2 separate regions of the Mus musculus genome follow, and region 2 is linked to region 1. The links are chromatin contacts, called in public HiChIP or PLAC-seq maps. All regions are on one chromosome and are shown on one strand. The core of a region is the stretch at or near the end of the contact, and the rest is flanking DNA. Distances in the headings are between cores, read along the strand shown.

Evidence for each region. HiChIP or PLAC-seq counts read pairs in DNA pulled down with a chosen protein or histone mark.
Region 2: a contact with region 1 is called in an H3K27ac HiChIP or PLAC-seq map of embryonic stem cells, with 5 read pairs. The contact joins two enhancer-like sites. A contact is called at or near these places in 3 of 115 datasets of contacts at active chromatin or transcription factors (bone marrow-derived macrophages, embryonic stem cells and pancreatic cancer cells) and 1 of 9 other capture datasets (liver).

Annotation. Positions count from the first base shown.
Region 1 is chr7:132,778,970-132,783,404 of GRCm38.p6, reverse strand. Fam53b (family with sequence similarity 53, member B) reads left to right here. Exons shown (of 5, transcript NM_001381858.1): 2 at 4,020-4,269. The coding sequence starts at 4,192. Among named protein-coding and RNA genes, the nearest start is that of Fam53b, 33 kb to the left of the region's middle. Within about 2 kb of position 2,639, at least 93 of the 459 cell types and tissues checked have an H3K27ac peak or open chromatin away from gene starts, as enhancers often do. A contact at or near this core is called in embryonic stem cells, where this site is marked.
Region 2 is chr7:133,113,872-133,118,176 of GRCm38.p6, reverse strand. It overlaps a transcript of Ctbp2 not described here. Among named protein-coding and RNA genes, the nearest start is that of Gm35364, 7.5 kb to the left of the region's middle. Within about 2 kb of position 2,121, at least 57 of the 459 cell types and tissues checked have an H3K27ac peak or open chromatin away from gene starts, as enhancers often do. A contact at or near this core is called in embryonic stem cells, where this site is marked.

The sequences.
Region 1 (4,435 bases), core at 1,390-3,889:
CTGACACATCTTCCAAACGCCTGACAACTGCTAGTCTTCAATTCTATACTTTTATCATTTCAAGAGTTTGTTACAAATGGTATCATATAGCAATTTAACCCTAGGGGAGTCACTTTTTTAAGCCCAGAATAATTCTCTGGGAGCTCGTGGCGTCTGAGACTAGTTCCTCCTTTTCTGCTGAGTGGTCTTCCCTAGAATGGATGAGCCACTGTTTAACCAATCACCACTGACGGACATTTGGATGGGTTCCTGATTTGACTGTTGTGAATAAGGTATTTGTGGCAGGTTTTGAGGTGACCATGTTTAATTTTCCAGGACAAACGCTGAGGAATGTGATCGATTGCTAGGCTGTGTGGTAGTTGCCTGAGTGGGTTTCTGAGGGGCACGCGTGGGATGGACAGGTGGGCGCCTGTGGGAAGTTACAAGCGTGGGAGCTGATCCACCAGGGATCCGAGCCCAGCTTTTGGACTCAGTGCTGGTGAGCTTCTTCATGTGTCTGTGAAATGGGGAAACATGAGCCTACTTTACGGCTAATGTGTGTAGAGCAGCTTTTACTAGCATAGTAGGTAATTGCATGAGTTTGTTTTATTTTGGAGTGATGTTAGTTTCAGACCAGGTATGATATATTTGAAGCTGGTCTGGAGCTCCTAGTCCTTCTGCCCCCACCTCTCAAATTCTGGGATTATAGGCATGAGCTATAATGCCTGACTTGTTAGTTCATTTTCTGCTGCTATGATAAAATAACTGAAGCTGGGTAACTTTATAAAGAATAGACTTTATTAAGAGGGAAGGTTTCATGGCATGGCTGAAGAATTGTCTCAGCTCTGAAAGGTTGGAGGCAAATGATAAATGATACCACATTATGTGGAAAGGGAGAGAACGTAAAGTGAGACAGGCGTGGCCAGGTGTGGCCAGGCACATGCTTTTATAACTTTTTTTTTTTTTAATTAACTCAGTCCCATGATACCTGCTAAAGCACCATGCCCCTGCCCTATGCCCCCTTAACATGGCTACACTGGGAATTGGTGACTCCTTAGAGACACACCAAGGTAGTGCTCAGTAGATAGAAGCTGTTCTAAGTGAGGTTACAGAGAAAGCCAGCTGGGTCAAGCGGCAGCCTCAAAGACAGAAGACAGCTTCAAAGACAGCTAGGTTTCAGTCTTGTCACCCACCCTCCTGGAATCACCTGTCCCTTATTCTCTGGAAAGAGGTCTTCTTACACTGGTCTAGGTCGCTGGACAGGGACCAGCATTCCCTGATGGGGTTCTTTGAGCCTGTGTTACTTACTGGTCGAAAGAATCCTCGGCAACTTGAGATTGTGCCAAGCTCTGCTGGTCTGGATTAGCCTCTCCAGGTCTATATATACCCAGACTCGAAGAAGCTGCTGCGATTTAGCCTAATTCCATAAGTGTGTGCTGAGCTCAACTTGTTCAAGGGATTGTGCTGAGGCATGTAAAGGGCAGAGACTCTTCCAGCTGATCCCAGAAGCCAGCTCCAGCCACAGCTCCTGGGAGCCACCATGTTGCAGAATAAAGTCTGCATTCAGCGTGGCTCTCAGAGCTCAGGGTCTTTCCAGCTCTCTGTCCTGCAGCATGGCTGCCAGAGTGCATACCATTCCCCATATCGTGTTCTGACTGCTTCATTACAACCGTTTTTAAAGGCCACACAGCCTTCAGCCATACAACTCTACTGTAGTTTATTTAGCCAGTCCCCTGTGAGTGGGCAGCCAGGGTGTTCCTGCCCTGGGCTCCGTGCAGGGGAGGCTTTAATACCCCCCTCCCCCCCACACACACACTGCCCTTCCCCCTGCTCTCAGCTTGTATATAGTGCTGCCACTTTTCAGAGCTGTGAGGGCAGGAGTGAGGCCACATTCCTTTCTTCTCCAGACCTTTGGCCATTTACTGACCACTCGGGTACACAGGTGCTTATAGTACTCCACCCCAAGTGCTGCCTCTGCCAGCTCCCCTTTGTAGGGGCTAAAGTGGGGTTGGAGCTGGTAAGAGTACGGATGCCCATTTTTCAGCTTTGTGCAGAGCTGTGGCTGGAAGGGCTGTCATGTTTCCATGGCAACAGATCTCCATAGTCTTGCTTTTACTGGCCTCCCAGTTTCAGCAGAGGGATGGACCCTGATACAGCCAGGCCCCTGCTGGTGGAATTTAAGTCAGCTGCAAAGGATGACTGGATGTCCACCCCTGGAAAGAGGGTTGGGACTCCTCCATGAAACTGGCGGTAGTAGCTGCTGTCAGTGATTTCTCAGATGAACCGGACACAGAGGAAAACGCTTGACCTCTGCTTCCCTAGGATACAATAACCTTAAGGGCAGCTAGAGTTATTTCTTATTTATCAAGAGGGAAGGAAACTGGGCCCCACAGAGAAATCAATATATTTCAAGAGGGAAGATTCCAACCCAAATATGCTGGTCTTAGGCTCCGAGTTTATGACCACCAAGGCTAGCAGTCACCTCCGAGAAGGAAATGCTGAGTTTACTTCTCAGGCCTTGTGCCAATGGCTGCCTGCCCTAGAGCTGAATTGAGGTTCACACCCAGAAGGTGATGGCTGCCATCAGGCCTCCCCTGCTGAGGCAGCACAAAGGGCCCTTTTGAAGGGCGAATCCAGGGGCACCCCTCCTGGCCTGTTCCTGATCCAAGCCTGCAGGGGGCCAGTGGGCACTTCTGGCCCTGCTGTTGAGCCAGAACTAGGCGGAATGGTTTGACATTCTTTCCTTAAACACATCACACTTGGTTGGGACACACAGTTTGTAGACTGATGTGGTACTGAAGCATGAAGCAGGTCTCCTAGCGCCACGGGGGACTCTTGACCACCACCCCCCCCCCCCCCGCCTCCTTTCCTGAACAGTCAAGCTTTATAAATGCATTGACTACCCTCCTCCCCACCCCTGATTTTGCACTTTGGATGAACCTTGTTTTCGAAGAAGTTAGAAGGTTGGTTTCCTGTGCTCACCAGCCGGCCTGTAATAGCAGAGTCAGGAGCACCACTGTAAAGTCCAGTGGAAGTAAACAGGAGAACATGGCTGACAAGCTGGATGGGAAGTGAATGCCAGGTGCCATCTACTTTCACACAGCAGCTTCTAAAACATTAGTGCTGAACAGTCCGTTTTTAATCACAGATTAGAAGCCGCTTTTCTTTTTCTTTATTGCTATGATTACCGTTATTTTTTAGATTTTGATGGTGATCTTCCAGTCCTTCTGTCCATGTGACTTTCCTTTGAAGGTCAAATCGCAGGCTGATAGGGATGGGGTATTAAGATCAGGGAAGTCACCTTGTAAGGAGTGGCTTTTCAGACCTGTGCAGTGTCTTCCTTTGCTTGGTGGGACGTCATGAACAAGGAGGCTGCCTGATGATCTTTGGCAAGTGATAGTGCCGAGGAGGTCTGGGCAGTCGCTCATAGGTCACTTGGTGTGGCCCACTCTGGGGAAAGGGACAAAACCACAACTGTTAAGGATGGGACACGTGTCTTTAAATAGACCTTCCTGATTTGTTTGTAGCAGTTTTCCTAAGAAGGTAGATGAGGTAAGCCAGTGGCCAGCTCTGCATCCCCTGCCCCCTTTGATATTGGATGTGGGGATGAGGAATATTGATCCTTTGCCAGTCTAAACTTGTCCTAATGTGAGCTCGGTGTGCCTGCAAAAGCCAGCCCAGCCAGTGATAAGATGCTGGATTGCCAGGAACCACATATTGCTAGCACCTCAGAACCTGTGGTCTTGAAGATGTCTCGTGGGTCCAAATTTGTTGCTGTCTCTGGCAGAGCATTGGCTATATTAGATGTCTAAGGCTAGCTGGGGTGTGTGTGTGTTTGTGTGTGTGTGTTTGTGTGTGTGTGTGAGAGAGAGAGAGAGAGAGAGAGAGAGAGAGATCTAAGAAAGTGATTCTTGCCCTTGGTGACCTCCCAGAGTGCACCTCCTTTAGTAAGGATATGGTTCCATCCCTGTGGAGTTCTCTGCATTACACCTGAGGCTTTCCTAGTGCTGAGCCCGTTGCTTGTCTTTTTGTCTTTCCAGGCCGTTGACTACTTTTGGCCATTCCCAGAGGCCAGTCTGAGCAACTGATGGGGAGCTGTTTCTAGTGACCTCACTCTCCGGAATGCCCAGGTATCACTGTTAATCAAGTCTTCCCCGCTGAAGATGGCCTGTGCCCAGCCTGGGATGCAGCCCAGTTCCTGAGGTCCTTACCATGGTGATGATCCTAAGGAGAAGCCTCATCAACCAGGGAGCTGACTCTGGAGCACACAGGACCTTCATCCCTGAACTGGTGAGGACCTCAAGCACTGCATTTCTTTCTCCTCCTTTGTGGCATTGGGGTGCAGGGAGGGCTTGTGGTGTGGCTGTGGATGGGCATCTGGGCCTAACAACTTGGAAGTGAGCAGAGCTCTGTGAGAGGGTCGAGGCTGGGACTGTGTGCAAAGGAGCAGAGTGTA
Region 2 (4,305 bases), core at 872-3,371, 340 kb before region 1:
CTCCTATGAAAAGAAGGGCCTTGCACATTGTGTGGAAGAGGGGGATTCACAGATGAATATAGAGTCTAAAGTGGTGAAAGAGCCTGGCCATTGTTTGTGCGGAATGTTGACAAAGGGAGCCAAGGGGCAGTTTTCCCCTTCTGCAGGAGAACACAACAGGGATGGGAACCAGCCTGGCATTCATCTGCCTTGGTCAGGCATGGAAATTTGGCCAGCTTCCCTTCCTGAGTTTTTCTTAGAAGGTGGTCTTACTGGACTCCAGGAGAATACATGCTTTGGTTCTTAGCAGTCTGCATTCTTTTTGAGGAAAGATTACAAGGGCAAATAGAAGCAGTTTCCGAGAAAAGCATTAAGAATGACAACTCCCTCACCCCCCCCCCCCTTTCAAATGTGATCTTAGGAGAACACTATCTATACAGTGCCAGACACTGAGGCAACTGAAATCCCAGGAAGGACCTGACTTTGTGTTTAATTCCTCCCTGTGCTCCGGCTTTGCCTTTAGGGACCGGATCCTATACTTGACTATTTGCTATAGGGCCTGCCTGTTTGTGGCTCCTGCTGTTATTTCTGAAAAGGCTTCTTTGAGTCTTCATTCTCAGAGCCTTTCCTCGCACTTCCACGTGGGACCCATGATGGCTCAGGTGACAGGCATTCCTGGTACCTCGTAAAAATCTCCATCCAAACTGGAACCATGTGGGTAATTGTCTATTCCCAGGGCTGCGTCTACCTGGTATTTAGCAATGTGCACTCATAATTTTGAGGCCCCCTGGCAGTTTCCATCCACCAAGCTTGGTCCCCTGTGGGTGCTTAGAAGTGCCCGGCTTGAGCTGTAGGCCTAACGTAGATTTAACAGTTGGCTGCTAGAGTGGACTTAAATTTCATAGAAATTGTGATAAAATGGTTGGGTTCTGACTAATGGGGCAAGCAGTCATGCTAGTTTTAAAAGGAATTGTGACTTCTGTCCTAAGTACTAGAACTTTCCTTTCTCATCCCCCAAGCTGGGTGGTGTTTGGAGGATGTTAATCCTAAATTGCAGGTGACTGGGTTTGTCTAGACCTCAGGTGGCCAGGAAAACCCTGGTGAAGATGTCTGTGTGGGGGTGAGCTTTTGTAAACTAGAAAAGGAAATAATACCTTACCCTATGTTTGTTTGTTTGTTTGTTTTTTGGTCTAGTCTAATGTAACAAAGGCTAGACTTGAATTCCTTCCTTGTTTCTACCTCACAAGTGCAGAGATTACAGACATGCAATGAACCCCTTACCTGGTTTATGGTGTTGATTTTTTTTTTTTTTTTCCTTTCTGGATTCTGGTCAGCATGTGCTTCTTTCTTCTTGTATTACAACATCCTAATTATGATTTACACTGCTTGGCTTAAAGATTGTTTGCTAGGAGATAAGAAAGCAGTGGCTCTGGGTATTACTGGAGCAGCCCATAGTGAGGCCTGCTCAGATGATGTGGAAAATAGCACCAGGCTTCCTTCTCAGGCCTCATTGTGGCTCTGCTCCCATCATGCCTCTTGTTATCTCAGGAGGAACAAAAACTTTATTATTGAAGTCATGGAATCCTAGGAAGTTTGTCTGGAAGGAACTAAGAGACCAAGCTCATGGCCTAATGGGATACTTTGTTTTTCTTGGTCCTATTATGAAAGTTAAAAAAAATTAATATGGAGGCCAGCAAAATATTGCTTTATGGGTGCGAACGGGCATAATGAAACCTGGAACTGTGTTTACACCTGATCGGAAGAGAGGAGTAGGAGGGGCAAGGGGCAGCAGGTGAAAATGACTTGCTGGAGAGGATCTCTGTACTTTCCCTTTAAATGAACCCTAGTTGTGACTATTCTCGCTGATGGAGAATTTTAGTGTGTTCTACTCGAGTCCAAATAAAGTGCTTCACTGCTAGCTCTTAACGCCTCGCACACGGTGAAACGCTGGTGTGCTTACACTCAGATCTGCCTGCCTTAAAACCCAAGTCTTGGGATGGTTGAAAGAAAGAGGTTAACATCCTGAACCCCCAACTCCCATTTCCACTCCAAAAGTGCCCTCGGCGGTCACGTGACCTTGCATAATCCAGGAAGGGCGCTGCTGGTTCCTCGAGAGAGGGGTTTGCTGTTGGAACAGCTTGGCCAGATAGGACCGGATCGTGCAAGCTCCAGGCACTGGCATAGCTTGAATGACCACTGGAGCCCCGTGTTTAGGAGTTTCCAAACACCAGAAACCCAGGTGGAGGCCGAGTCTAATGGGCTTCATTAGGAAGATGCCCTTTCATTTTCTTTCCTAATGGAGTGGACGACGGATATTTTAAGTTTCATGTTTCCCTACCTTCTCTAGATGTTATCCTAATCTGCACTGCTGGCTGGATAGCCTCTCTGCCTTTTGGAGCTGGTGGCTCAGGTGCGTGCCATGGTCAGATATTGTCCGGAGAGCACCCATCGCTTTCTTTTGTTGCTCTAAGATCTGGTGATGAATGTCACTTGGATAGAGTGATTTTTTTTTTTAAGTGCATCAGATGTCCATATGCATATATGAATGTTACAAGTAAGATCTGGGAGTGTTTTTTTATCTTAAAAACAGTTCACAGCCATTAATCTTCACGAGGCTCTGCGAGCTGGGTAAATACAATAATTCCTGTTTATTGCAAGGAAGAAATAGAGTCGCTTTTTCCAAGTCACGGAGGGGCTGGGTGTTTTTTTTTTTTTCCCTATCCTTGTTCCGGTAGAGCAGAGTTGGGCCCTCCAGGACCCTCTGCCTTCTACCCAGTCGGACACCAACTTCCGGTGTCCTGAGCGACCTTCCAGGCGGGCAAGAGAGGCTGGGTCTAAGAGGAAGGTCTCGGTCACACCTGGCCCCGCCCCGGGAGGGGGCGTGGTCTGGATGGGAAGTGAGGGGAAGGAGCGTGGGGGGCCTTTCATTTGGCTTTTGAGGATCTGGAATCTCAGGACTCCAAGTGGGCTTCTAGCCCCTGGGGTGTGTGCACCTGGCGACCCCGCCCGTCTATCTCTGTGCCCAGGGTGAGGCATCCGACCCGGGGAAAACTCCCCTGGTCCGGGCCTTTTCACTTGCTAATCTAAACAGCAGGGAAGTGTTGGAAGGTGATGGTAATAGACCCTGTGCCCCAGCCCCCACTTCCTTCCTCCTGCCGCTTCCCTCTCACCAGCTGGCCTCCATGGCCTGGAGGGAGCTGCGGGCGGGGTGACTTGAGATTCCTTGGTGGGGAGGACATTCAAGTGGGCCCCCAACTTCAGCTCAGCTGAGCCAGGTGCTTGGCGGGACCCTGTCCTGAACACTTTTCTGCCCACAGTGATCCTGACCCAATGTTTCTGACCTGGGGGGGAGGGGTCAAGATGTTTCTAGCGCCTCCATTAGGCTTTCAGGGCGAAAGGCCCACAGGGGTACAGGGGTATCATCCCTGTGGCAGGTTTGCTGTGCAGTAAGTTCTAAAGTGCTGTTTTATTTGCTCTACAAACGGCCATAGAGCTTGACACATAACTGCCAGGACTGAGACCTACCATTTCCGCCAACTGCTGCGGGTGTTTGTTATGGTGGCCGCTCAGGGGCCTGGGGATCTTAGCCGGAGGTGCTGGGCACTAGGGGGAGGGGCAGCGGGATCTAGACTTGGATTGAGGGTTCTCCATGGTGAACCAATTTCTGAACGTTAAACTTCCTCTGTCTTGTAGACTTCATTCACGACTTCGGATCTCCTTGCAGCGTTGTTACTTAATGATAAGAGTTTAACGATGTAGGGATGGTCAATTGAGCCCTCGCTTGTATCTGGCTCTGGCCCACCAGTCTCCCTAGGTGGAATGATGGCAGACTGAGGAAGGAAGGACTTTGAAGTGACTTGCTCATGACCTCTCCATGGAGCTGGGACCTGACGTTTGGAAAATGGTCAGAGTAGGACTTCCTGGTTCCACCCTATCTCCTCCATGGGAGCAGAGGGAAGGGGTAGATTCTGTGTTTTTCCCGAATTCAGACTGAAGTCTCAAATAATTACTCCATTTTACCCTGCCCTCAGCTCATAGGTTCCCCAGAGCCCCGGAGCTGTGAGAAGTCCGGCTTCTGTTCATTTTGTCCTTTGAGTGATCTTTTTGATAGCGTGATCCACCCTAAAGTGGGGAGACTTTCCTAGAGTAGACTCTCTAGGCCTTTAAACATTTATTGCACTTAAAAACATTTGGATCCCATTTGTGTATATTTGTGGGTGCGCATGTGTGTGTGTCCAGGTTGCAGGTGGACAACTTTCAAGAGTCAATTATCTCTAACCTGTATGTTCTGGAGACTGAGCTCCGACTATCAGGCTTATTAGCAGA